Regions from separate parts of the Mus musculus genome. Here all the other regions are linked to region 4. The links are chromatin contacts, called in public Hi-C and HiChIP or PLAC-seq maps. All regions are on one chromosome and are shown on one strand. Each heading gives the region's core, a stretch centred on a gene start, on an enhancer-like site or on the middle of the called end of the contact. The rest is flanking DNA. Distances are from core to core; before and after follow the strand shown.

Region 1 (5,336 bases), core at 1,363-3,862, 950 kb before region 4:
GATATCTAGGATCATCTATGAGAACAGTCTGTGCACACCTGTGGGGAGTTATCTTGCTTAGGGTGATGTAGGATGAAGACAGTGGTACCATTCCCTGCACTGTATAAGAAAGAGGACATGAGCTGATGTTTAGTCATGGGTATCCTACTAAAGGGGCTTCTAGGCTCCTTGATGGAGAATTGTCACATGGCCAGACAGGGGACCACCTGTACCTGCTGCTGAAGCTGTAGACCTCACTGCAGCTGGCAGACTGAGAAATGCATATGTGCTTTCTGACTGTGGATGAGACGTGACCAGCTACTTCAGGCGCCTGCTGTCTTGACTTCCTTGCCATTGCAGATTGCACTCTTAAACTGTGAGCTGGAATAGAGCTTTTCTATCGCAAGCTGTTTTTGTCAAAGTGTTTTATCACAGTAACGAGAAGAGGCACATGCCCCCACCTCCTGTGTGCTGGGATTACAAGCATGTATCACCACACCTAGCTCTCCACAGCACCATGCTGTTCATTCTGAACTATCACTCTGCCAACTAAGCCGCCATCTCCAGCTTTAAATGTCAAATTCTCTTAACAACAGGGACTGCACCATACTCATCCTTGTTGCCTTAGTTCTCAGGAGATGCCTAGCACATGGTAAATATTACAAAGAACCCAATATGCCAGGTCTCCTAGGAGGCTGGTGAGGAGGGCCTGCAGGAAGCTCTGAGCAGAGCCTGGGAAAGAACCTCTATGTGTGTCCACTGTTAGACTCAGATAAAACCATCAGTTTCCTATGGAGAAATCCCAACAACATGCAGGCCAGCCAGCTTTCTTGGTGAAGTCCTCTGAGGTATAGTCTTCTTAACCCTGGAGAAGACATTGCTGGTAAGAGGGGACCTTGTGTAGAAGCAGGGCCATGGGACAAGCAATGAGTTGAATTCAGATGACATCATACTGCAGAAAGGTTGATGTTTGGACACAGACATACACACAGGAGGGGGTTCCATATGCAGATGACAGAGACACTGGTGTTTCTTCTGGAAGCCAAAGACACCTAAGACTGCAAGCAAACCCATCCAAAACTAGGAGAGAAAACAGAGAACACGCTCTCTCTAGATTTCCTGAAGGCTGCAGCTCTGTGAGCTCCTAGATCCCACGGCAGCTCTAACTTCCCTCCACCCTGTAGGGTGTGAAAACTCAACTTGGGTGGGTGTAGCAAGGAAACAGAGTCAGCTGGCAGGTCTGTTACACCCTGGAAGGAAAGCATGGAGACTCGCTCCTGCCCTCTCCAGCCAGGGCTATTGCTGGTGGTGTGGAATCGTCTTCACTCCTCCTGTTTTTTTGTTCTCCATCTGGAAACCCCCTCCCCCATGAGCTGTGTGCAGAATGCAGTGTGTCAGAATTCATCACGGGGCCAGCTGTTGCTGTATGTTTTGCGAAGCACAATTCCCACTTTGGGTCTGCCTGACAGCACACTTGTAAGAAAGCAAAGCTCCGTTTTGTGGTTTTGTGCTTTTAACTACCTAGAGACATGTTCATAAGAGCTGATTTGGCCACAGTTCCGTGGGACTATGCCTTTAGGAATGCCAAGCCCACTCCTAAGCTGGCTGGAGACCCTTCACAGTCTAGAGTGACTGCCTGGAGCCGGCAATAATTCCCAGACATTTCTCTCAGCAGAATCCCAGTGGTAGAGGTGCCTTTGAGATAGCAACAGAAGAGCTGAGTGGAATGTGGGGATGGGGTGGAGTACGGGCTGACTGTGTATCTTTGATAGCGTTTTTAAACACAATAGCCAGCACTAAGCTCCACCTGCTTTAGGGTTTCTATTACTTGGGAGGAAAGTGTTTATGTCAGCTTATTGTTTCACATCACAGTTCATCCCTGAGGAAGCCAGGGCAGGAATACCGGAGGCAGGATCTCAGACGGAGGCTGTCTGCTTTCTTTCAGCCAGGACCACCAGCCCAGGGGTGGCCCCACCCACAATGGGCTGGACTTTCCCACGTCAATCATTAGCTAAGACAGCGCGTCACAAGCTTGCCCACAGGCCGCTTTTATGGAGGCATTTTCTCAACTGAGGTTCCCTCTGTTTAGGTGGTCCTAGCTTGTGTCCGGTTGACAAAAACACAAACAAACAAACAGCTGGCACAAATGAAAACTAGATTTCGAGGAGATTGGACTTTCACAAGAAAACCTGGAAATGGGGAGGCTGAGTACCAAGGAAAAAGCGACACCGGAAGCCAATGGTTGACTCCCTGAGGTGCGCTAACAAGGACCATGAGTTATTCTGTGTTTGGATTAGCAGACCCCTCCTGATGAGATGAGAAGCTCTCAGAGGTCTCAAGGAAGGGATGGCTAGCCTGGATGGCAGTTCAGGTTCCGAGTGCAGGACCAGAGCCCTCTGCTGGCCATCTAGAGCTCAGCCAGTGACCTGTTTTTGGACTTCCACTCATTCCAGCAACAAGGGCAAAATACAAGCCCAAGGCCCAGGAACAGGTCCTCTCCCCACATTTATGTTTCCCAATTCCACTTTTCAGTTTAAAAAAATATATTATTGTTGGGTGGGCTTGAGCCACTGATGAGATAGTTTTTACTTGCATTTTCTTTGCAGTTACAGAAGGCTGCCACTGTGGGGCAGGGTACTCCCCGCTTGTGTCTTTGTCTTTCTCTGTGTCTGTATATTCTTTCTCTCCCCCCACCCGTCTGTGAGTGTGAACATGAGAAAGTGTGTGTGCACGTGTGTGAGAGAGTGTATGGGAACATGTGAGAGAGACGGGGTGGGAGACAGAGACAGAGAGAGAGAGAGAGAGAGAGAGAGAGAGAGAGAAAGAGAGGAGGGGTTCACCCTTATGTCTCCTCTCCAGGCAGAGTGAAAGAGAGGTTAGATTTGGGGGAGGATGCCCAGTTTGCAGCGTATCCCCAGGTAGAATCCCCAGGGAAGGGAAAGAGAAAAGGGGGGAGGAAAGGGAGAATGAGAAGGCTCCAGGGCCATCATTTACAGGTGACCTGTGTGACCAGGGAGGCAACTCCTTGGGAAAATTCAAGAAATGTTTTGTGCTCTCTACTTATTGTCTGGTAAATTGCTAGGAATATTATACTTTTGTGGAGAAGGTGACCAGACAATACCTGGAGGGGTCTTCAGCCATTGTTAGGGCGTCAGCAAGACTGTCTCATATGAACTGGATCTCCCTTTAAACAATGACCTGAGTGCAGACACCTTCTCTGTGGAACTGTTCATAATTGCAATATTTGGGTTTATCTAGAAGGTAGACCTGCCTCCTTTGAAAAATTAGAAGTAATTTCACAGGAATGGAACTGGGCAGTGGCCAAAATCATGGTGCTCTCTAGTGCCAGAGGCTGGGTTACAACCCTGTCTCTCTCACTCACTGACTCTGTGATCCAAGCAAGCGACATCTGTGCTGTGCCTTGGTTTCCTCACTTATAAAAGGGTCACCAAGACGGCTCAGCAGAGAAAGGTGCTTGCAGTGCAAACTTGGCAATCCCTGAGACCCGTGTAGAGGTAGAAGGAGAGGACTGATCCCCTAAAGTCCTCTGACTGCCACACGTGACCTTTCCTACCATATACTCAATAGCGATCATGAAATTAAAATGGAGCTGTAAATGGCACTTACCATACAAGGTTGTTTTGAAAGTTAAAACAATACTGAGCACTATTATTAGAAAAGAATAAGCAATAGCTGTCACCTGTAAACATCACCATCATCATCATCACCACCACCACCATCATCACCATCAGAAAATCATCATCATCACCTTAATCATCGCCCTCATCATCTTAACCATCATCATCACTACCATGACTCTCACCATGATCACCATCACGACCACCATCACTACCATTATCATCGACATGAGGCTATGAATCTTTGTGAGAAAACAGATATGAAGAAGTGTGGTGAACAGCCTGTGTCCACCACTGTCCACTTCATCCCTCCCATCAGCACTGAGGGCTCCCACCTGGAGGGTGGACAGTATTGTGCTCATCACTGTGGGCAGGGGATTGCGGTTTGGTGTGACTTCTGCTGGAGACATTAAATATCCCCATAGGATTGGTCACAGGATAGCTAGAAGCCGCCACTGTGAGGAGCCCGACATCTGTTGGCTCGGATTCTCTGGTGTCTGTGTGGAGCAGAGTTACACTGCTGAGGTCGAGTCAGAAGTCAAATTTTCTACAAATACCTCACAAGTTTTTGATCCATCTCAAGTTTGAGAGTGAAAGAGACAGACAGATTGGCAGGGAGTCCTCTTGTCTCAGGTGCCCTATTAAGAGACCTGCATGCACGCAGGCCGGTACTGTTTAAAGCCCGGTGTTCTTCTATACTTCTTCCCATTGGTAAAGAGATTCAGTATCAGTTTACTTGGAATATTTGGCAACCATTTCCTGAAATTGAACATACCACCTGGACATCTGATCAGTAACCGTTAAAGGATGAATCATGTAGCCGGGAAAGACAGTTCAGTGAGTAAGAGTGCTCGACGTGCAAATGTGAGTTCCTGATTTCAGATCCCAGCACCAAGGGGAAGAGCTGAACAAGGCCACCTGTGTGCCTCTAACCCTATGCTGGGGGATGGGGTGGCAGAGACAGGAGGATTACAGGGGTTCACTGGCCACTGGCCTAGTTAACAAACAAAAGCTACAAAACCCATACCCAATACCACATCTTCCTCTGGCCTTAGTGTGAGTATGGGTAGGTACACTCATCCTTGCAACACACACACAGATGCACAGGCTCACATACGCATGCACACACACACACACATGCAGATGTGCATGCTCACATGCACACACACATGCATACACACATGCAGATGCGCATGCTCACATACACACAATGCAGATGCGCATGCTCACATACACATGCATACACACACAGAGATGCACATTCTCACATACACATGCATACACACACATGCAGATGTGCATGCTCACACACACATGCACACACACAGAGATGCACATTCTCATATACACACGCATACACACACATGCAGATGCACATGCTCATATACATACATACACACACGCAGATGCACACGCTCACACACATGCATACACACAGAGATGCACATTTTCACATGCACATGCATACACACACGCAGATGCACACGCTCACATATGCATGCATACACACATGCATACATACACACATGCTGATGCACATGTTCACATACACGTGCATACACACACAGATGCGCATGCCCACATTCACACACATGCAGATGCACATGCCCACATGCACATGCATACACACACACAGAGGGAGAAATGTTTCTAGTTGCTGATGTGTCTGAGTCATTGGCTCATTGCATACTAGTTCACTCCTTGCTTTATCATTGGTCT
Region 2 (5,533 bases), core at 1,115-3,614, 640 kb before region 4:
GAGCCCCTCTCTCAAAAAACAAGTTATATGGTACCCGTCCCCCCATAATTATGGCTGACCTCTGACCTCCACATGCATGAACATATGCACACATGGACAAACACACACAGAGTGAGAGAGCTAGAGAGCTAGAGAGAGAGAGAGAGAGAGGACTAAGATTTATCCCACAAAGTGTGAATCAGAAGTCCTAGGAGTATTCTTGATGTATTTCTGAACACTCCCTTCTCTTTATCATAAACTGAAAAGCAATGAAAATGCCTCACTGAAATACACAGCAGGGAAATCACAAACTTCTGTCAGAGCCCAGTGCTACTGCCGATGATGAAGACAAAAGGTTGTGGAAAACTTGAAACTTGCCCAATGCCACATTTTCTGTCCACTCAGGCTTGGACCTTCTAGATCTTCTTCTCTATCTACTCCTCTCCAACTCTATCACAATGCACTAACCAACCGTTGGGAGCTTAGGAGCTGATCTTGGACTTAGAGTACTGGAGAGCTGAAGAGAGACAAAATGGGGGAGGTCTGTGGGAAACGAAAGGCTCAGGACAGAAGCCTGATAGCCTTCTCCCCTGGGCTCAGTTGCAGCGGGTTTCTGTCTATCTCACCCAGGGACTGTACCTAATAGAGGCTTCTCTGTGGAACATTTAGTGAGCTTTCTCCTAGCTCCTTCCTCAAGTCCTTAGTGAGCAGAGCAGAGCATTGCCAGGGAAGGATGGGCAGTAGCCCCAGCTTCCTTCCTTCCTTGGGGATCCACCTCTGAGGCCCCAGGTCCTGCTCTGACTCCGGTTCCTAGCAGGCAACTTGGCAATGAGGAGACAAGCACTATATAAATGCTAAATAGACGAGATGCTGTGCCTGTCTCCAGGATAAATAGACCGTCAGTTCCTGCTGTCAGAACTGTACCTTTTATGAACACAGATGTGTCTCCCAAGAGGATGATACTGGTCCTATACTGTCTCTAGTCTTTTTACAATTTCTCTCAATCTTGATAACAGAATGTTTATCTGCTTTTATTTTAATTTCTTTTTGATATTATTGATTTTTTTTTTCCAGAAGGACTTTACGGTTTGTTATTTTTGTTTCCTGAATTTGTATTCAGAAGATGGGATCCTGGGATTTCCTCTGGTTACCTTTCCAAAAATGAAAATGATAACAGCCATCTTTTGCATCTCAGTTTTACATGAATTTGTCTCATAAAGATCTGTCAGCACTGGCCTCAAGTGATCAGGACTCCTGTCTCTATTCCACCACCTGCTCTCTGTGTGACCTTTGGTTTATGACTTGGCCTCTCTGTTCACATTCACTTCTCCCTGTTCTTTCACTTCATCTGTTAGGTATCATCTAGGCAGATCTGTTCTTCCTACTAAGGGGTGAGTAGGATAATTTATATGAAAATTGAGGAAGCGATTGCCTTTTAGATGAGAAGCCTGAGGCATTGAGATGCTGCTCAGTTTCTTGTACTATGGGTTATCAACCACAGAGGCTCTGTCTAAGCAAGACTTCTGACAGCTAGTGATAGTGATCCATCCTATGCATAGATACAATATGATGCTGAGACTCTATCAGGGCAGGCAGATGTGAAAAGGATGTTGTTACAAGATACATTAACAGAGTCTGTTGATACTGGTCATGGTGGTTAAGAACCCGCCCTGTCTGAATCCATCTGGCCCTTTCTTGATAATCCCCAAGCCCACCATTGTCACCCTGGCAGACATTGCGTTGTTTCTCAATGGCCACTCAGTGCAAGGATGCCCCCTCCCTATCACCCCCCCTGTCATGCACAGGTCACATCTATATGCGTGCACATGATCTAGGATCATGAAGATTAGAAAGGACATTTTCCCAAGACAGCCAGGGTTGGTTAGGACATAGTTGGTTTCTAGGAGACTGTCAAAACCAAAAGGAGCAAACACCAAGGCAGGGGCTACCAGAATTCCCTCTGGAAACCCTTTCCTTCACGGTATACTCTGGAGCCTGAATCTCTAGAGGAGCAGCATCAGACTCTCTTGGAAGACCGAGCACTGGGCTCTCTCCTTCCAGAAATTCGCATGTGTTAGGTCTAGTGCTGGAGGAAATTTATATTTTAAACACGTTTTCAATTGATGTGATCTTGCACCCCAGACAACATTTTTGAGAACCAGGAGCATACAAAGAAAGAAAGATGCACCACCTGTGTCTCTGGCTCTCTTATTTCAAATTCACCTGCACTGAATAAGAGACACACTTAAAGGTCTACCCAGGAGTCCTCTGTAGATACATGCAGTGGCCAGGAGTGTCCTCACAGGGCCAGTAGCTCATGATTTGCCTATGGGATGGATGAAGACTGTGGCTCTTTGTTGTGGATGAGCTACACTGGAGACTGAGTAAATAAACCCAGCAGAGGCCCAAGGATGGCCCTCAGTCTTGCAGGCAGACCCTCTCTTCACTCCTGTTGTTTTGTTCTGCTGCCTTCTCATCGTCTTGTACTGACAATAGTCGTAAATAACCGCAGTGCTGTAGAGGAATCATTTTAACAGCAGAGAGTCAAATAAATACATTAGACCTGACAGCTTAACTACGCACAGTCCATTTGGATGTGGTGGCCAGCTGCTCCCAAGGACTGCACTTCCAGGAGCAATCGCAAGAGGTCGCACAGAGCTCACCAGCTGGGCTTCAAACTTAAAGACAGCAGAACCCAGCTAAGGCTGTGTTTTGCTTGTAACTTGTCTGGGAGGTAGAGTTTGCAGGCGATGTGTGCATGTGCATGTGACTGTGTGTGTGTCTGTGTGTCTGTATGTATTTGTGTGTGGTGGTGGTGGTGGTGGTGGTGGTGGTGGTGGTGGTGGTGGTGGTGTGTGTTGAGGCTTGTGCTTCCTTGACCTGTATGGGTCCACAGCAAAACCATAGTCCCAACAACATGCTATCCTTGTGCCATTCTAGCCCCTCACAGGCATCTAGGACCATTCTTTTTCCACATGGGTCTTTAACACTTGTAGCTGACACCCCTGTTTGAGCTGCCATTGCCGGTTCTAGGCCTGCTATCGAATTCCTGGGGTGTTTGTTTTTCCCTTTCTGTATTTAGCACTTAAGGTGCTCTGGTATATGCCACATATTCATGTTGTCCATCCTTTCTGGAGGGCAATGTGCTTTGGGGCCCAAGTTTCCTCAGAGCCAAGCACAGCCCTGGATTTCATCCAAGGCACTGAGTGAGCTCTAGGGTCCCATTTCTAGGCGCTATAGTTCTGGAACCATCATGGGTCAGACACTAATTCACCAACCAGTGTAAAGTAACTGAGTGGGAGGAGCAGGGTGTTGTAATATGGCTATTCTCCCACAGCCCCTCACAGCCCTAATGGAAGGCAGGCAGGTCTGTGGATAGCAGTTCTACTGTGGATTCTATTTTCAACCTAAAGAAATAAGGGCAGCTGGAGGCTCAGGCCAGCCCAAGCCCTCTATCTAGCACAGTGGGACTAGAGCAGGGAGGATGTGTGATCTGCTGCTGCTGTGCCCAGGGCTGAGAGTTCAGAAGCAGTCAGCTCACTGTCCCTGAGCTCTGATGCCAATATGGGTTTGCTCTCTTCTTACTTATCTTCCTGGATTCTGAGTATCAAACTCCTATTCACATAAACTTGGTTTCAGACTCTTTAGAACCACCAGAGTAGTTGCTACAAAGCTGTCTTTTCTTCAGAGCTTGATTAAAGGGGATGCATTTTAGGAACAGTTAGTAGCTGTCTTTGGATCTGTGATCACAAGAATACTTCATGTTCTCTAAAGGGAGTTTAGACTATAGCGGGTCAGACACCAGAAAACACTTTCTGACATTGAAGTTATTAGATGCTCTGATGAATACCATGCAGACGCTTGCCTTTCTCTAAGGACCACATGGCATTACAACATGTTCTTGTGTCCTCAGAGCTGTAAACATCTCCCTACCATCATGAATTGGGGCCAGGGAGGAGGAGCCATGCACAGGACTGCCTACTCTCTACCATATGGTGCCTGATGGGTGCTGGCCATTTATGTGCAGGCTGCAGGGAAGTAGCCATGTTAAAAACATCCCTCTAACAAATCTGATCCGAGAAGATTCCAGTATTGTCCAACCCCATGGCCTCAGTAGAATGTTCCAGAGTGGACACAGCATGAAACCTCTGTTCATCCAAGAATTCCCAGCAGGCATTTTGTCTCTGAAATTGGGTTCCTGCATAGTCATATTGTTTTGACAACCATGTTTCTCAGATTATAGATGAGAAAACCAGAGGAGAAAGTCTTTAACATACATGCTGGGGTATGATGGGGAAATAAGGAAGAGGGAGAGGGGAGGGAGGGAGGGACAGAGAGAGGGAAAGAAGATGAAAACTGCGTCTAAAGTGGAAGAGTCAGTGCCGTGGCTCCCGAGTCACTGACACTGGACAGGTCCTGGCTTCTGGCTGTTTTCACCCTTGCTGTAACTCTCACCTTCAGTTTCCCGAGAGGCTTTCCTGCTTTTAGAATTAGTGCCCTGAAGCCCTTACCCCTTCAGCCCAAGGTCCCACAGGTCACAATGACATGAGATCCAGAGGCAAGGCTGGTTAAGATAGGAAACAGTGAACAGCAGGACACCCCTGCCTAGCCTCCCCAGCCCCCCCTTCCACTATGCATCACAACTGGTCAGCACCATCAGCAGCTCAGTTTCTGATGCACACTGCATCTGAACATGTTCTGTCTGCCCTGTATTCTGCAAAGCTACTTTGCCTTCTTCAGACTCGTGTGAGATCTCCATCTGTGAAACTGTCATCCGTGGTCAGGGCGTATGCGTTTGTACCCGTAGCCTGTGCTCAGTCCTCTTAGAACATGCACCTGCCGTCACCTTTGTGTCCTCAACTCCAGACACACGTCAAGGACAGATCTGAGGTCTGTGCAAAGTTGTAGACTCAGGACTCTGCCCTACCCAGAACAGGGAAGTATATCCTGAAATTGTCCTTGTGGCCACTGGCTCCCAGAGGACAGGTCGGTGATAAGGTGACAGACAAAAGGATGTGTTGACCACAGGGTTGAATAGGACAAGGATAGTGTCTTTCCCCTTTAACCTTGCCCTGCATTCCAACATGTGCACCCCCCACATCAGCCCCTACTCCCCTTTCTTCCTTTCTCCTGCAGCCCATACCCTTTCCTGGTTTTTGGCACTGGCTCACACTTCAGCATCTCATGAACTGTTACATTCAGAGTCCCCTCCCAGTGCTTATGGCCAGGAAGACCCTTTAACTCCATGGCAAAAGAGAAAGAGGAAAAAGAATTAAAGAGGGAGAGGAGAGAAAAGGCTTGAGAAAAGCAATATCCAGTTTCAGCATTTTGTTCCAGGCCACGGGTACAGTTTGTGTGTTCTGTACATGTCTGCTTCCTTGTGGGAGTTTCATAAATTGATGATGATAACAGCGTATTTCTTTTAAGTCCTTAGACATTCAGTCTTTATTGCTTTCTGAAGTCTGCTTGGGGCACAGATGAAATGAGGCTGTGGAGATTTTGCTGTCTGCTCTGCGAGCTTCCTTGCAGAATTTGCACTCACTAGGCACCTTGT
Region 3 (5,414 bases), core at 69-2,568, 760 kb before region 4:
GAGATACCAGTGCTGACCTGTGGCAGAGAGGTGGGGTCCTTACTCAAGTATGGCCTTACACGCTCGCTCGCCCTGACTTTAGCCACAACCTTTCTGTTTGGTATGCTGTGCTACTGAGAAAATGTAAACTGCCTCAGCAAGTTCAGACGGGAGCATGGAACCAATGTGAAAGCTTTGCAAGGAGAAAGAGCTTGGCGAGAAGCTGGGCTGTTCACAAAGGCACTGCCAAGTCTGTGCCACACCATCCCAGAATCCCTGTCTGAAAGGGAATCACAGGGACTTGGAGTAAAACATGGTCGCAAATGCTCAATAGAAGAAATAGAGTCCTGGCCAGAGTAGAGAAAAAATAAAATCAAATGCTAAAGGGGAGTACCATAGATGGGGGATAACGGAAGTCCAGTTGGCAGGGTAGTGTCTTCTGTATCCTAAATCAACAGATTTCCTGACTACAAGGTACAGAACAGAAGAACTAGTCTCCAACTAGCAAGGCAACCAAACATATTTGCCTCTTAAGCCAGAGAGCAGGGGACAGTCTAAGCACCCTCTGGGATTTCTCCCAGCATGGACTTGGCTATTCTTTTCTCATATGTAGCTACTTCTCTATCCTGATTTTCTCTAGTAGGAGGGATGGAACTACTGTCCCCAACCCCATGCATATCAGTGGGAAAAGCAGGGACTTGGTTCTCTGGTAGTATCTCTGCCTAGGTGTGTGGTACAAGGGGCACTAGAGTTTACTGTGCACTTAACACTCACTAGCTGTACCTTCCTCTTTTCATCTCCAGGAGGGACCCAGGGGATAAGGGCACAGGGATCAGTGTTAGATCCTTGTGACTAATGGCTGTAGGAGACCAAGAATCTTTTCAGAGCAAGGCTCTAGATAGCCTGCTTGACTGGGAGGTTTCATTTTGTTATTTAAAAATGAAATCTTGGTTCTAAGGCCCTGACTTGTCTGTGACTTTTCAAAAATAAATTAAGAATATGGAAGTTCCTAGGGGACTAACACTTGGGGCTCACTGATGGCCAAAGGGAACAGACTCTAACCTTTGATTGATTTTTTCTTCTTCCGTGCTTATTCTGCTTTGCCTTCCTTCAAAAGGGCACTGAGCCCAGAGTCTAGGAGTTTGCCACGTGGTGCTTCTTAGGAAAATGCTAACGAGCCTTCTTTCCCACAGACATCACAAGCTGGTCTGGGTTCTGGGAAAGCTTCACGCAGGGCTATGCAAATGTGGAAGGATGGTGCCAGTCTCACAGAGCAGGGGTGGCCCACCAAGCCCTTAGCGCCTGCAGCTGCATTCTAAACACTAGGTGGCAGCACGGAACTTCCTAAGCTTCCAGAAGAGGCGAAGCTCAAACTGAGCAATTTCCCCTTAAGAAGGGCACGCACAGAACCATGCAAAATGGGAGCAGTAATTCTGGGACGTGGCTAATCTCTGTAAGTCACACGATTGCAGATACAAGTGACAGCTGCAATAGGGGTGATGTTCTCTCATTCGCCGTGTCACCAGGATGCTATTTCGAATCTTCTTGAGATTAGAAAAAGGATTACAATTGCCCCCAGAGCCTTGCTATGTAATTTTTATCAGCCTTGATCTCTGAGTTCCCCCAGGCTGTGTGTGTGTGTGTGTGTGTGTGTGTATTCACAAACATGTTTCTATTGTCTGTATTAGCACAAGGAATAGGCTCATGGTGTGATGTAAGGTTCTTATAAATGATGTGAGTTTGCCATTAGGTCTGTATTTCCAGACTGGTTCCTTACTTCAAGACTCTTGGCTTCTCAGTTGTTTTCATTCCCTTGGATTTTGTGGCATAACATCAATTTCATAGCTATGCAGTCAGTGCAGAGCAGAGTCACAGAACAACAACAACAACAACAACAACAACAGAACAACAGCAACAACAAAAAAGATTCTCCATCTTTATTTTAATGCTCTGTGCTATTGCTGTTTTAAAACATTTAGTGTTCTTTGAACAAGGGGTCTTGTATTTTATATAAAGTTGACATATCCTCCCTAAAGTTCTGGAGATGAATGAAACACATAAGTTTCAAAAAACTCCTGAAACTTAACAAGATTCATGGGTCCCATCTCAAAGTTATATAAATGCAACCACCTCCAAGTTGAACTTGGGGCTCCATTGGTGTATCTTTTATAAGTTGGACATCTGTTGAGGTGGGCTTTGGGGGATACAGCTGCCTTTTGGCCCAAGTGCTCCTGAAAGTTACCTCAGTGAACACACTGGTTCATTAGGTCAGACTTCAGTGGGACTATCGTCAGTACCCTGTCAGAGGGTGAATAGATGTTTGCTCACATCTCCCCAGAAAAATGCACACAACACTTTTCCACTGTGTCTGGGCTCCACACATCACACAGTTAGCCCTATTGCAAAGAAGCATAGCCAGAGGTAAATTCTAATTAAAATCTTGACTAATCTCTTTTCTCAGCTTAGAATAAAGCTATACAAAGTGTGAGCTTTTGGTCAGATGGGTTTGTGCTGCTTGTGGAATGTTCTTGGTGTTCTTCCTGGGGCCTCCTCCTCATTGGGAGAGCAAAGGTGTCCCCATATTATGGAGTACAGTGACTGTTAAATGTCCAGCACTTTGGAGATACTCAGCAATGCTGCTTGTCTATGTATCCATCACTCCTGGACATTAGCACCAAGTCTCAGGTGGATGCAGTTGGAGTTAAATCTTGGTTACATTTAAGAGTGAAGCAGCATTAGGGCTAATTCTATATTCCAATTTGCTGTGTGTTTAAAGAGTTCCTTTGTTTTTTAGACAAGGTATTGCTATGTTGTACAAGTTAGTTTGGAACACTCTATGTAGCCCAGGCTGGCCCGGAACTCATCATTCTGCCTCAGCCTGCTAATTCTGGGATTACAGACTTGTGTTGGGTACACTTGGCCCTTGAAAGCAGCTCACTATGCCTAGGTCTGTGTTTAGAGCAAGAGACGCATGCATGCCCATGGAGTTCTAATTTCTGTACCTCAGGTTATCTGCCTGTGTAGAACTCCTTACATGTTCTAGAACCTCAAAAGGGAGCCTCTGATGGAGATGCCCCTTCCAGACATCTCTAATTAGCTTGATATACTGTACTGTTGTAAAACCTTCTCTTCCAAAGGCCCACGGAAACCTGGCAAACTGCCATTAATTCTGGCCTCCCAGTTTGAACCATGACAGATGGATCTCTTGCCTGGGCATGTCTGGGAAGCCTGGGGTCCAATGCCTGTCTCTGCTCAGGACTCTTGTGTGGTCTTTAGTAAGGTCTTCTGGACCTCAATTCTTCAGGTGTGAGCTGTGGTTAATAAGTTATGGATGGAAATTACTCCAACTTTGGACAAATGCTATGAAAATGAACCAGCATGGAAGCATTTCTGTTAAGAGCAGAAAAGACTACACAATGGGAAGGACTGAAGTGCTGCATTTTGACAGTTATGCTCAAGTCCAAAATTCAAGGCTACACTGACCAATATGCTCTTGCAGGCACTGAAACTTCCTGCTGCTGAGCCTGGTGTGGGAGTGTTCAAGGGACAAAAGAAAAAAATCATTTAAACATCAAGATGGTCACAGGCCATTTGCTCTCAACTCAAAATATCAAGGAGCATAAGAGGCCAAGTGAGTTCTCACTGGTCTCCTCCGGGCTTCCTTAATCATGCCCAGATATCTTTGTGAACTTGCCATCCTCTGAATTTTTATAGCTTTCAATAAGTGTCATACCCCCATGTCACTGAGGTTGGGCAGATATACTTGTTATGTGGAACAACACCCTGCCTTCTTCTCATTTGAGGGAGGGGTGGGGCTAGTATATTTGTGTTCTACCTGGCAAGCACTTTGCTCTGACATTAGGGAATCTCTCTAATAGGTGCCAGTATAAGATGGTGGTCTAGTCAGTCTGCTGCTTTAGGAGGCAGGCTCCACAGCACGGTAAGAAGACTCTATAGAGTACTCCGTGGGGCCTATGCTGAGTGCTGTGCTTTGGATCTGGAATGTTCCTATCTGGGAGCTATTAAAAGGTAGTAGAATCTTTAGAAGTGGGGTACTATGTTATTTGGGGGCATGCCTCCCTTTTCTCTGGTTTGCTTCCAGGTTTTTTAGCTTTGGCAAATGACCCAGTTGTGATGTGACTTTCCTGGTAGAGGTCCAAAAGCAATGAGCTTGCACAAATCATTGACTGCAACCTCTAGGGTAAATCTGTCTCTCTTTCTATCTCTCTCTCTTCTCTCTGTTTTTCTGTCTCTGTCTTTATCTCTCTCTCTCAATCTTTCTCTTCTCTCTGTCCATTGTCTCTTTCTCCTCTCTGTCTGTCTGTCTGTCTCTGTCCCTTTCTCTCTCTTTTTTGTCTCTCTCTCTCTGTCTCTCTTTGTCTGTCTCTCTCTGTGTCTCTGTCTCTGCCCCCCCTCCTCCCTGCTGACTGCCTCAGGCACATGTTATAGTCACAGAGAGCAAACAAACTGGTTTATGGAGTCTTCCCTAAAGAGACCCTGAGTGAATGAGCTTGTTAAAGATTGGTGCTAGGGCTGAGGATGTGGCTCAGCTTTGTAAATATGAGGCTCTGGGTTTGAGACACCAAACCCGTATGAAGAAGACAAGCATGGTGATAACTGCTTATTCTTCCAGTATTGTGGGTATAGAATCAGCTAGATCCCAGGGGTTTGTGGCTACATAGTCTATTTGCATGCTCTCTCTCTCTCTCTCTCTCTCTCTCTCTCTCTCTCTCACACACACACACACACACACACACACACACCCATGCACGCAGGCAAAAATGGATGCAATCTCTCACTTGATGAAAGGACACAGCTTTGCAACATTGATAAAAAGATTAGTCTTTAAGTAACTAATCTGTTACAGAAATTAGCAACAGGAGCTTAACGTTCTTGAGTTTGCCTTTGAGGGGACCCCTGGAATCTCAAGGCTAGCACAGTCTGACACAAAAGAACAGTTTCCGCTTCTAGTTCTCAATCTCAGCCCTCTTCAGTATTGTGATTCACTCCTCATCCTGACTGGGGCCTTCCCAGCAGGAGGCTGGCTGTGACCTGCTCTCTAGCCATCAAACTACCGGAAGTGGAGCTGTGGCACTGAAATCTTTCTCTGGGAACAAGGATGGACAGGTCTCTTTTTCAGGTTGAGGCCTTTCTGAAACCCATAAAGCTAATGGTCTCTAGAAGCAGCTAGACTTCACTCCCAAGCTTTGAATAATCTACTTGTGGTGATACAACCATGCTACTGTAAGTCATTCTATCCTCCGTCTCTGGATTATGTTATATACAATAATAATCTTCCCGTGTTTGGGGTACTTTAGCATTTACCAAGCATTATAGATAGAGCTTTCATTTTTACTCTTTCCCCAAATATTTCAGAATGGTGGCTGCTGTATCCAGTTTCCTAAGCAAGTGGGAGATCAGAGAAGCTGCAGCAC
Region 4 (5,690 bases), core at 1,838-4,337:
GGGAGACAGCTTTGGGTAGATCTTTGTGCTAGTAGAAGAAGCAGAGACCCTCCTGTGCATATATGCTTGCTGAAGCATATATATTCTAAACTCAGGGGTGCAAGGGAAAAGTTAGGTGTCTGGAAGCAGTGAAGTGTTGGGTGAGGAAGTGGGTAGGCTGTGATGGAGTTGTGTCTGCTTTGTTGAGAACATGAAATTCATCCCATAAGGGCATCTCCAGACCTTACCCTTATAGGCAAAGATTTCCCTCTTGTGGAGTATTTCCTTAGTCTAGAGAACCACTATGGGCTGAACAGACTGGCATACTATTTCTTATATAGAGGCAGCTGTTCAAACTTTTAGTTTCTAGTGAGCTGGGAGGTTTGGAGAAGGACTTCAGCTGCCTCATTTCCAGAATCTTGAAAAGGCTGCTGATAACCAATCCTACTTTCACCTCTGTTTATACAGAGCCCAGGGATCTTCTCCCAGTGACCATTTGCAAGCATAAAGTAAAGGCAGGATAAAGGAAGAGGAGGAAAGTTCATTATGCAGGATTATAAGAGCCCTCCCCCATGCATGTGTCACTTAAATTCACTGTGAGGGTATTCATTAGTTTGCCCCATTATTTAGAAATGTGCTTCAAAGGCCCCTCAAGCAGCAGTGTGCCATCACATTGTTTAAACATATGATTTGCTAAATCACCACCCTTAGGGGGCTGGAGCTCTGGGGTTATTGCCTAGAAGCAGACACAACAACTTGGGGGTCACCCTGCTGTGAGACTGTCTCAGTTACTCTACACTCAGCATTGATGACTAATAAGGACCAGTTTTTGAAAGGCAAGGTCAAAAGGAGGACTAAGTGTCTCCTGAAGCAAGCAGAGGGCCTGCAAATTTTCTGTTGGCAGACATTACTGAGGAGAGAACTCATTGTTTTCAAGGAGCTAAGAAGACAAAGCCTGGCCTATCCTAGACTAGAATTAAATGAAGCCCTCTTTATCAGGATAACTCTTCAGTAAGTTGAATCTTATACAGAGATGCATTAAGTATCAGCAGTGAACTTTATCCCAAAGATGCTTTTAGACACCTGCCCCCTGGGTAAGCTAATGGGTTTATTTACAATTATTTAAATTGTAGAATAGAAATGCTTATGGCAAGACACTGATTATAGAAAATCAAACTCCCATACATTCATTGATTTGAGAAGAAAATACGAATAATGAGGAGAAAGGTTTCAAACTTTAAGAAATCCATTTATGCAAATCCATCAAGATATCTAATGAGAGATCAGTCTCCTCCTATACTTTACACAGCAACTGTCAGCTCTTGGCTGCTTCTTGTTCCCTTATCCCACAAGGTACTGCCCCCAACAATGCAAACCACTTTATATACTCCATGTACATTGTTTCTAGGAAGCCAAAGATGAACCCGTGGAAACATGCATAAAGACGCCATGGTACTAAGTAGCCAGATGCCTCTTCCTAAGCTGTGATGAACTGGGTGGTCCACAGGTGGTAGATGCTGTGTTTGGGAGGAAGTCTCTGCCAACTCTGATAACAGAACCAACCTGAGATGATTCCCTTCTCAGAATTCCCTTTTCAGCTTTTGCCACTACAGATGCTCTGTGTGCAGACTGTAGCTCTTGGACATAACAATTACTTACCTCTGTTAATCCCCTAGATGTTATCAGCCACTAAATCCAAGCTCTTCTTCCCTGATAATTATGACTCAGCCTTGATCTGTTCTTCCTACTACCCTGTATTATCCATGTTCCCTAAAGTTGAATTTGTTCAGTTTCTTTTCATGCCACAGTGGACAAACCACAGGACAGTTCAGACTGAGCTCTTTCCACTGCAATCACTCCCTTCTCATGGTTCCTCTCCAGCCTGAAGCTCCCTCTGCCCTTTCACTATCTCAGAGGCCACAGCTATCCTGTGAGCATCACTGCAGACTAGAGGAGAGACATCTGCAGAAGAGCAAGCCATGCACAGTTTAGTCTAAATTCAGATTTCAAAAACAGCCTCTGAAGAAAAGGCAGGAAGAGTTGGTTTCTACTAACTGCACAGGGAGCTCTGCTCTAGGTCAGGGAATGCAGTTCAGCTCTTTCAAACACACCTTCTGTGTCACTTCAAGGAGAGCCTGGCACTGCAGTCTGAACTTTCCATGGATTTTCTGGGTCAAAGGAAGTCTTTGTATCAAAAGTGTGTCTACATCTCTACCACATGGTCGGAGAAAAGAAAACCCACATGTATGACAATGTTCTTCTGAGGTGTCCCAGCTCTATTATTTGTTTGTTTGTTTGTTTGTTTGTTTGTTTGTTTGTTTAATGAAATTAAAAGTTTAAACACCTTTGGACCAATTTAATGAAGATACCAAGTTCAAAGAAAAATCTGGGGGTCTCTCAAGAAGATAAGTTGTGAGCATATTCAATATCCCTCCCAAATGTGAGGTCAGTGAGCATCTTAGGGGGCAGGGTTCCAGGCTATCTCAGGGGTGAAGGAAAGTTCCAGGCTATCTTATTAAAAGTGGAAAGTCGCCATTCACCTCCTTCTGCTAGGAAAGAAAATCTCTCTTTCCTTGCACAACCTTACTCTGCTTTCCTGAAAGAACACTAACTAGACCTGAGCTGGACTCCCAGTATCCTGCTAAATAATCCTTGGCTGGTTATTCTCTCCTTTGGCCAGTATTTGTGTCCACAAACAAAGGAAGTTGATGCCAGATCTTCTAATGTAGATTCCATAGTGCTATGACCTTGGCTACTAGGATGTTCTTTGTAAAGCTTGGCTGTTGGGGAGCTCTGAGACTAGCAAAGAGAGTATCTCCAGAAGGTCTCTGGATTAGCCCACAGTGGTGCATAAGCTAGGCCAACAGATTACTGACTTCTAATTTTAGATCCTATGAGGGACTAGGAGAAGCACAGTATTTTCTCTGCTAATAAAAGAAGAAAAGATTTGTTCCCCAGCCCCTCATCAATCCTAGCATGTTTTATATAAATGCCCTAGAAAGCACATACTTTTCCTTCTTGCCAAAACTGGCTGTGCTCCTGGCTGGGGCTGGGGAACAGAGGAAGAATTACGAGTGTGGCTGAGAGCTCTGATGTGCATGGAGCCAAAGCTGCTCTGCATATCAGTAACGTGTAATGACAGCCTCCCATCTGTTCTCTAGAACTCTTCAACACAGGCTTCATCAGAGTGGAAATCTGGAAGGAGATGAATACAGAAGGATCTTCAGAAGCCACACATGAGCTTCAGTGTACCTGCAAAAAGGATCCAACGTGGGCTAGTGGTGGGGAGGCGGCTGGCTGTGGAGCCCAGAGGAATAGCACCAGGGGCCTAGGAAATAGAGCAAGGGCTGGTGATGCAGCACAGCTGGCAAAGGTCTCTTCTTTTAATGTGGCCTAAAAGTCTCAAGCATTGCATGCTATGAAATGTCAGCTCTGAGAGAGAGTTTCCCAAGCCCCATCACCACTACGAGACACTGGATTTTCCCAGTGTCCATTACAGTACAGAATGTTCCCAAAGCTGGAGCTGTAAGTCTGATCAGTGGGTGCACAGTCCCACTTTGTTGTAGATGCTGACCCCTTACAAAGAGATAGGCAGAGAGAAGCCATGATGTCTGGGCAGTATATTCCCTAAACTGGTTGTGTTTAAGGAATAAAGAAATGGAGGAAACCTCAGTCCTTTAAGGTTCAGAACTTGATACATATAAGTTCCCAGGAGTCCTAAAGAAACAATGACCAGTGTCAGGGCATGCAATTTGCCACGTTCATTCTGGGCAGTCCCTTGCTGAGCACCCAGGTTCCAGCATCATTTACTACCTATTCCTCGAAAGAAAGCCCACAGTTGCTGGTATTTGCCTCAGGCAACTGATTAGCCAGCAAGAAAACTTATTAAGCTTCCTCCCACCCCTGCCCAGCTCCCCTAGTGAAACCTCCCCTGTAGGGACAGAAGGGGACGTTTCCATGGATTTGATAAATGCTATTGGGAATCTTTTATTCACAGGCTCAGAGTAAAAGAGGTGGGAGAGCAGCCCATTACTTAAGTTGCTGAGCTAGACACATGACCTGTGAGAAGCTGAGAGAAAGCCAATCACAGCCAAGGAGTCCTTCCTGGCTACAGGCTTCAAATCCCTGCTCCTCAAGTTAATTCATGGGTCTCCCCAGCTTCTTCCTCTACCTCAGAAGCATGGTCCAACTAGTCCTTCCCATGTGCTCTCTTCCAAATTTTGACCACTGGAGTTGACTGCCAAGCTAAGTAAATTTAGTATTTATCTAGCACTTGAAGCCATTGCCAAACATCTGTCTAAAGGAGTCTCCGAAGAAGTAAACATGTGAAAGAGGTCTTCACTCATGATTTCATTTGTAAGTTTGGAGTACTCTGTATCCCAGGTACACTGTAGGGATATAGATGAAAGAGCAAGGTGCTCCTGCTATTTCACGGGAGAGGGCAAGCATATGTTCATGAGGTTACTGAAGAAGAAACCTAATGTGAGGTAAAACAGGGTGGTAAGAAGACAAACTGAAAAGTGTTGCTATGGAAATTAATGCTTAGGGGCTTGACTTTGTCCAGAAGGGCTTGGAAGAGAGTATCTTTGGTAACCTTGCAGGATATCAGAGCCTTGACTAAAGCAAAGGGATGGGGGAGGCAAAGAAAATAAACAGGATAAAGGCCTGTGGCTTTCATCATTATCCTGTGTCCTACCCTCTGGAATTTCACTGCAATCATGTGGCTGCAGAAGAGATTTCTGAAGACCATGACCACTGATCTATGGAAGGCCCAAGACCCAAAGGGCAGAATCCTAGGAGACCCAGTAATTGTGGCCTCATGACCTGGCCTCAGGGTATCATCTGGCAGCCTATAAGAAATGCCTGATTCAAACACACTGCATCAGAACCTGCATTTAACAGAGCCCCAGGATTTGCATGCATATTCAACTCTGAACATAGAACAGGACCACAGACTGCTTCCCCTACCCCTAGGCAAGATTTTTGCTCTCTCCCTCATCAGAGCGTAGACAGCTGTCTGCAGTCAGACCTGGACAGGCATTTTTAGAAGCCAACAGAAAACATATCCTGCAGGACCTGCAGGTGCCTTCATCCTATCCATGACTTCAGTATTTGTTCTGGCAGCCATCTCACTGGCACCAAGAGGAGAGTTTAACTCTGGAAGGAGAGTCTGGGCCTCAACTTCCATAGGCCAGCTATTCTGCACAACCTCTCTTCTGTATTCAGGACCAGCCAAAAGGTCAGAGCAGGCAGAAATAGGTTTAAATGTATGATTTGGCTATGTTTCCTTCTTGCTGAGTGACCTTGGGCAAGTCATCAGTCCTCTGCACCTTGATTTTCCTATCATAAAACATGCATGCTGTGTGATCGATGCAACACCTAAAGCACAAAGAGAGTGTGAAAAAAAAGTGAGCCGGCGCATTAGCAGCAAAGCTGGGGCCCTGACAGTCCCTAGTGAGAGCCAGTGAGTTTCTTTGTCCTTTTGTGTTTCCGTATTGATCTGTAAAATGGAAATAAATGTCACTGGAGAACCTCAAGTTAATATTTGAAAAGTGCATAGCAAAAATTTCCAGCATATTGTGAGCATAACATAAGCGTTTGGTATACAAATAAAAACAAAGCACCCAGCAAAGCAATGAGTCAAAAGCAAATAACCAGTGAAGGTTTGTAGCTTTTACACTTGAAAGTAGGTATGATAAAAGCAAGTTGAA
Region 5 (5,356 bases), core at 6-2,505, 550 kb before region 4:
AATTTACTATGTGCTTCTGACCTTGGGGGAGAGACAGAGAGGATGAAACCTAAATCCCCACTCAGTGAGGATTTCCCAGATGGCAAAAGACTCGGCTACCTCAGGGCTAGAAGAGGAAGATAAGGAGAATAGAGGAGAAGGAGGAGAAGGAGAAGAAAGAAGAGGGGGAGGAAGAGGAAGAGGAAGAGGAAGAGGAGGAAGAGGAGGAGGAGGAGAAGGAAAAGGAGAAGGAGAAAAAGGAAGATGAGAAGAACTGATGACCACTACAACAACAACAATAACAATGATGACAAGAGGGCTGAGTTTCTTATTCTGCCCTGGTGGCTATCCTGGAATTGGTAGGCCCATAGGTGAAGTGTATGAGGAAATGTCTGTCTACATAGAAGAGTAAGGACCTTGTCCAGGGTAATTAATATTATGGTTCTGAGGGTTAGTGAGCTTTCCCACTGCACAGCTAGCAGCAAGCATAGGTGTATACAGTGGATATATATATATATATATATATATATATATATATATATATATATATATATCAGACTGAGCTTTCTACATCCTGCCGAGAAAGAAGATTCCAGGTTCTCTAGGAGAGTTAACTGTCTTTTTTTTTTCTTCTTTTCTTTTTTTTTTAGACCCCTTAAGAATCCTGTTCTGCATTGGAATGAGGATAGAAAGTCTCTGGAGCTTATATGCTACCATTTCCCCTTTGGGCATCAACATGGAGATGGAGGAAGTGTGTGGCTTTTCCAGCCGAAGCACCCTGGAGGGTCAACTCAAAGCTGGACACCCCATGGTTTCTCCTGGCCATACCCATCCGCAGCCTGCCATGCAGGAGGCTGGGGCTGGGATGGGGCAAATTTTCTTACAGGACTGGTGACTGGGGGATGGGGCAATGCACAACTGACACAGGGAAAGGCTGAACATAGGAGGAATGGGATTCCATCAGAGCAATTTGCCCAGCTTTTTTCTTTATTTCCTTATACATTTTTAAAGCATATGTATTGCTAGTAAAAGTGCTGGCTGGACAAAGCTCACTCCTGCTGTGCATGCTGCCTTTTCTTTTCTGAATATCTGTGAACCTCTCTAGGCATTTTGTCTCTTGGACATGGACTGGCAGAGAAACTTAGTCAGTGTGGATTCCCAGTTTGCTTTTGCAGGAGGCTTTGCTGGCTTGCTGGCAGCCCTGCCTGGCTAGCTCCAGCCCTGCAGGGCCCAGGATGCAGGCTTGCAGCACCAGATGGAGAGAGGGAAGGCAGACCCAGTGAGGGTACCCAGGAGGAGAAGCAAAGGCCCAAGAAGAGGGAGCATGTGCAGGGCTTTCTGGACAGGAGCCCAGCCTGGAACAACTCTCCTGATTTGGGGAAAATAAAATCACAAATGAGAATAGCAGGAGGCCAAGAACCAGCTGGAGACAAAGGAGTGTTAGCTTCTAGTGGAGGCTTCGAGACCAGAAAGGCTCTGATGACATGCTCAAAAGTCTGACCTGCCTCGGACAGCTGCCATCCAAGCTTTGGGCCTGGAATGTTGTCACAAGCCCAGAAAACTGTGTTGTCTACCATATCTGAGATGAAGAAAGGCTGATGAGAAAGGATAGCTTGAGGCTCTCTCCTGCCTTCCAATCTCAGCCTTCTCTGTCTCCCCAGGTTACTTAGTCAGTAGGGTCAAGGTCCAACTTCTTGTCCACTAGGCAGCTGAGAGCAGCAGTAGGGGAAGAAAGGGGAAAGAGATGAGAAGAATGTGAGGAGAGGAAGGGTTGAGCTGCTGATGAGGAAAGGAAACAGGTGAAGGAGGAGATGAAGAAAGAAGTAGGTCTTGAAGGGGAAAATATATAAGTGGGGAGGAAGAAGATGAGATGGAGAGAAGATGAAGGAGAGACAGGCTTCTAAGGATGAGAGAAAAGAAGGAAGAAGAGGGAAAGGGAATGATGGAGATAAGAAGGATCTATAGTCTTCTGAGAAGAAGGATATAGGAGAAAAATATGTGGAGAAGGAAGAGGGGTAAGAGGTGAGGAAGAGAAGGAAGGGGAGGGGAGGGGAGAGGGAAGAATGACACAGAGATAAAAGAGGAGGGAGTGCCAGTCTTGAGGTATAGAAACCACATAAGTTTCAGAATACAGTGGCTCCTTATCCACCATCATCCCTGTGATAGCAGCTGAGACAGTCTTTGCAAAGGGCTTTGCAAATTTCAATCCAGAGGATACAAATAGAACAGTAGCTTGAGAAGTCCCAGCCTGACCCTGTTGGGCATATGCCATTCTCTAGGTCCATTCTTGAGCAATTCATTATGGACACACTCAGAGAGGACTGCTAATCCTGCAGATTGAAGGACATGTCTGCAGTTAGGAGCACTTTCAGGTCTGCTACATCACTGCTCGGCATAGGAAGAACCCTCTAACCTTAGCCCCCTAGAAACCAGAAAAGTTTGACCTGCCATTTGGCTATTGCTTTGTACTAACTGATTATCATCTATCTGACTCGAGCCTTTCAGGACATTTTCAAACCTGGATAAAGGTGTGTAGAGCTTGAACAAAGATCTCTTTCCAGTAAAGGAAGAATTAACCTATGTCTGAAGAATATTGTGTAATATACTTGTGTATGCACTCACACATATATCTGCACACACATGTGTGTACATGTGAAATAATTCTACAGAATTTCAGATATTTGTATATTTTTCAGGCATGTTATTACATTGTTGTGGCTTATGATATATAATATCGTAAGTTATTAATACTGGCATCCTAGTTTCATAGAGGTTAAGAAACATGAAATTGTGACTTGTGTAAGTTCACACAAATCTTGAATGACACAAGTAAGATCAACATCTAGTTTTCTCATCTAATACAATATTTCATATTCTTTCTATTATTTGGTTCTGACTCTAAGTTAAACAAGATGGAAAAATGGGAGCAGGTAGGCTGCTAATTAAAGCTTCTCTCTTCTTTCCTATAATGCATTATAGGCTACTTTATCTGGCTTGTTTCTTAGATCAGTCACTCTAATTAGAGATTATACGTCCTCAGTGTTTACATTGTAGAACCAGGATTTTAACCAAGATCTTCAGGACTTCCTGGATATAATCTGTTCATGACTCTGGGAGAGGAGTCCCTGGGAATTCATATGCTTTGCCAACAAGGAGACCTGGCTTTGAACTCTAGATCTAGTGTCAGCTCTGCTAACTGGCACAAGGTCCCAGGAACCTCAGTTTCTCAGCTGTCACAGTGACCCAACAAGAACCATCTTGTTTATGTTTGTAAAGGTGAAGGAAGGGTTAAAGGTGGGTCTCCAGCACAGATTCAGACACAGTGGTCACTAAGTAACATCTGCAGAAAATCTATAGATTTTTCTGTTTACATTTTGGCTGTCCTCTCTTTACATTGCTAAGGTGGGTATGATTTGCCAAGTTTCACTTAGACCTAATGGCCCATTTAGATCAAGTTACTGTCTGTAAAAACAGTTGACACCCAAAAGAGCAATTTCGAGGAAAAAACTAATACCCAAAGGGATAAGTGAGATTCCCCGAGGGCAAACAGTTTCTACAATTCTCATTCTTGATTCTTCTGTCTAAACCATACCTGACTTTTGCCATGTTATTGCTGCACAGAAGACCAGGGCATATAGCCTCTTATGCTGCTTCCTGTCCTGCTCTCAGGAGAGTGTGAGTCATGTCTCCCCCACTTGCCCCATTCTGTCAGCTTGAGTAGGGGATTTTCTTTGGCTTTTCCTTCTCCAATGGAACAAAAGGAAAGAGTTGCTGCTGCTGTAGCTACTGGACTGGAAGAAATCCTCCCGGCATCCTGTGGTGGTTGATCCTGACTGCAAATTTGACTGGGTTTTGAATCAACTAGGAAACAGCCTCTGGCCTTTTCTGTTGAGAATTTGCTAAGAAGGAAAGGCCTGTCATAAGAACAGAGAACCCAAAATAAAGGGGTCTCTCTGCTTTTTCCTATATGCCTCCATATCCACTGATGCTAAACTAGCTTCTTGGTCTTTCAGTGTGGGTTCCACATAACTCTACAGATATCAGGCTTCCAGAGCCAGCTTGAATTCTCTTATGAGCCATACTGCTATCCTATGTAGCTCCTATGGTTTAAGTCAGTTAGTACTATATAGACTTAAATGTATATGTACATTGTATCGGCTCTATTCACCCTCTTTTCACCATAGCCTGGATATCATGTGGCTCTTTGTCATAGTGGTGCTGTCAACAATCTTTCAGCAAAGACAGAGACCACAGAGACAATACCTAGCTTTAAGAGGAACACTGCATTTCACATTCTCTTTGCAGGTGTTTTGCAAGGCTGTGAGACCGAGAATGATTTCTGTTTCTTTTTGTTATTTTATACCTCAAATTATTCTTTTGCCTTCCTGTCCTAAAAATAGAATAACATGCTCAATTTTGTTCTTAACTCCTCTACTCTGATACAGCCCCTGCATTTCTAGGCCTTCTGTATTTCCCTCCTCTGATGCATGTAACATCTTGATAATCCCAACATTGGAGTGGAGAAATGGAAAGGAAATAGCATAATAAAACACTTCTGTACCATGTTGGAATCAGTGATCTTTTTCAAGAGTGATCAGTTGCATGACTTAACTCAAGGGCTTAGATTATAAAAAGGGATAGAATTAATAGCAAGTGTGCCCAGGTATTTAAAGATAAATAGACCCAAGGAGTAGGAGCCTCTGTCCATTTCTCCATGTTCCACCAGGAAGGAAGATGTAAGCCCCAAGACTCCATCTAAGTGCCTGAGAATAGATAGAAGCAAGCTGTCTCCGAATGCTGCCTGTGCTGAGAGAAAAGAACTCCTACAGGGAACCAGCAAGCCAGCAACCATCTGGTCTACTTCCATAACCAGGCTGTTCACCAGGTCATTTCCTTCTCCATACAAGAGGGCCAATGTGTTTTAGACGGAAAGTGTATCCCACCAGTATCCCACTGGAAGTTTCCACTTGTGGTACTATTTTGGGAAATTTGAAGGTTTTGAAATTTTTAGGAGGTAGCAGATCTCTGGGGAATTTCATTAGAGGTTAGGTTAAACTGTTTTCAGGGTCCTGGTTGTCTCTGTCTCTGTCTCTCTCTCTCCACATCTTAGCTGGTCCATCACTAGGTGTATAGCTTCTTCCACATGCTACTGCCACTATGATTTGCCTAACTAGGAGCCAAAGAACATGACTAAGACCTTTGAAACCATAGGCCAAAATAAACCCTTCCTCCTATATCATTTGTGTCAGGTACTTTGCCATAGTGACAAGAAGTAGGAGTAGCAAGAGTGCCTATCACAGTGATCCCTCCTGCCTACTGAGAAGCAATGCTAAGGCTATGGCAAACATCTGGAGGTGGACTTGCTTTGAAAATTAGC

Evidence for each region. A called contact is a pair of places that touch in the nucleus more often than the background predicts. HiChIP or PLAC-seq counts read pairs in DNA pulled down with a chosen protein or histone mark.
Region 1: a contact with region 4 is called in a Hi-C map of uterus. The contact joins two enhancer-like sites. A contact is called at or near these places in 1 of 39 promoter capture datasets (liver), 1 of 484 Hi-C or Micro-C datasets (uterus) and 1 of 115 datasets of contacts at active chromatin or transcription factors (embryonic fibroblasts).
Region 2: a contact with region 4 is called in an H3K27ac HiChIP or PLAC-seq map of SST interneurons, with 7 times the contacts expected there. The contact joins two enhancer-like sites. A contact is called at or near these places in 3 of 484 Hi-C or Micro-C datasets (cerebral cortex, cortical neurons and uterus) and 2 of 115 datasets of contacts at active chromatin or transcription factors (SST interneurons and embryonic basal ganglia).
Region 3: a contact with region 4 is called in a Hi-C map of cerebral cortex, with 4 times the contacts expected there. The contact joins two enhancer-like sites. A contact is called at or near these places in 1 of 484 Hi-C or Micro-C datasets (cerebral cortex) and 2 of 115 datasets of contacts at active chromatin or transcription factors (embryonic basal ganglia and neural progenitor cells).
Region 5: a contact with region 4 is called in a Hi-C map of cerebellar granule neurons, with 3 times the contacts expected there. The contact joins two enhancer-like sites. A contact is called at or near these places in 2 of 484 Hi-C or Micro-C datasets (cerebellar granule neurons and cerebral cortex).

Annotation. Positions count from the first base shown.
Region 1 is chr1:193,380,644-193,385,979 of GRCm38.p6, forward strand. No RefSeq gene overlaps it. Among named protein-coding and RNA genes, the nearest start is that of Camk1g, 13 kb to the left of the region's middle. Within about 2 kb of position 2,613, at least 101 of the 459 cell types and tissues checked have an H3K27ac peak or open chromatin away from gene starts, as enhancers often do. A contact at or near this core is called in uterus, where this site is marked.
Region 2 is chr1:193,696,452-193,701,984 of GRCm38.p6, forward strand. The region is part of intron 2 of Gm31870 (a long non-coding RNA gene); the gene reads left to right. Among named protein-coding and RNA genes, the nearest start is that of Gm31870, 44 kb to the left of the region's middle. Within about 2 kb of position 2,365, at least 70 of the 459 cell types and tissues checked have an H3K27ac peak or open chromatin away from gene starts, as enhancers often do. A contact at or near this core is called in SST interneurons, where this site is marked.
Region 3 is chr1:193,574,878-193,580,291 of GRCm38.p6, forward strand. No RefSeq gene overlaps it. Among named protein-coding and RNA genes, the nearest start is that of Mir205hg, 67 kb to the left of the region's middle. Within about 2 kb of position 1,319, at least 45 of the 459 cell types and tissues checked have an H3K27ac peak or open chromatin away from gene starts, as enhancers often do. A contact at or near this core is called in cerebral cortex, where this site is marked.
Region 4 is chr1:194,332,149-194,337,838 of GRCm38.p6, forward strand. All of the region lies in intron 1 of Gm51784 (a long non-coding RNA gene), which reads right to left. Among named protein-coding and RNA genes, the nearest start is that of Gm51784, 6.4 kb to the right of the region's middle. Within about 2 kb of position 3,088, at least 35 of the 459 cell types and tissues checked have an H3K27ac peak or open chromatin away from gene starts, as enhancers often do. A contact at or near this core is called in SST interneurons, cerebellar granule neurons, cerebral cortex and 1 more, where this site is marked.
Region 5 is chr1:193,783,881-193,789,236 of GRCm38.p6, forward strand. No RefSeq gene overlaps it. Among named protein-coding and RNA genes, the nearest start is that of Gm31870, 130 kb to the left of the region's middle. Within about 2 kb of position 1,256, at least 12 of the 459 cell types and tissues checked have an H3K27ac peak or open chromatin away from gene starts, as enhancers often do. A contact at or near this core is called in cerebellar granule neurons, where this site is marked.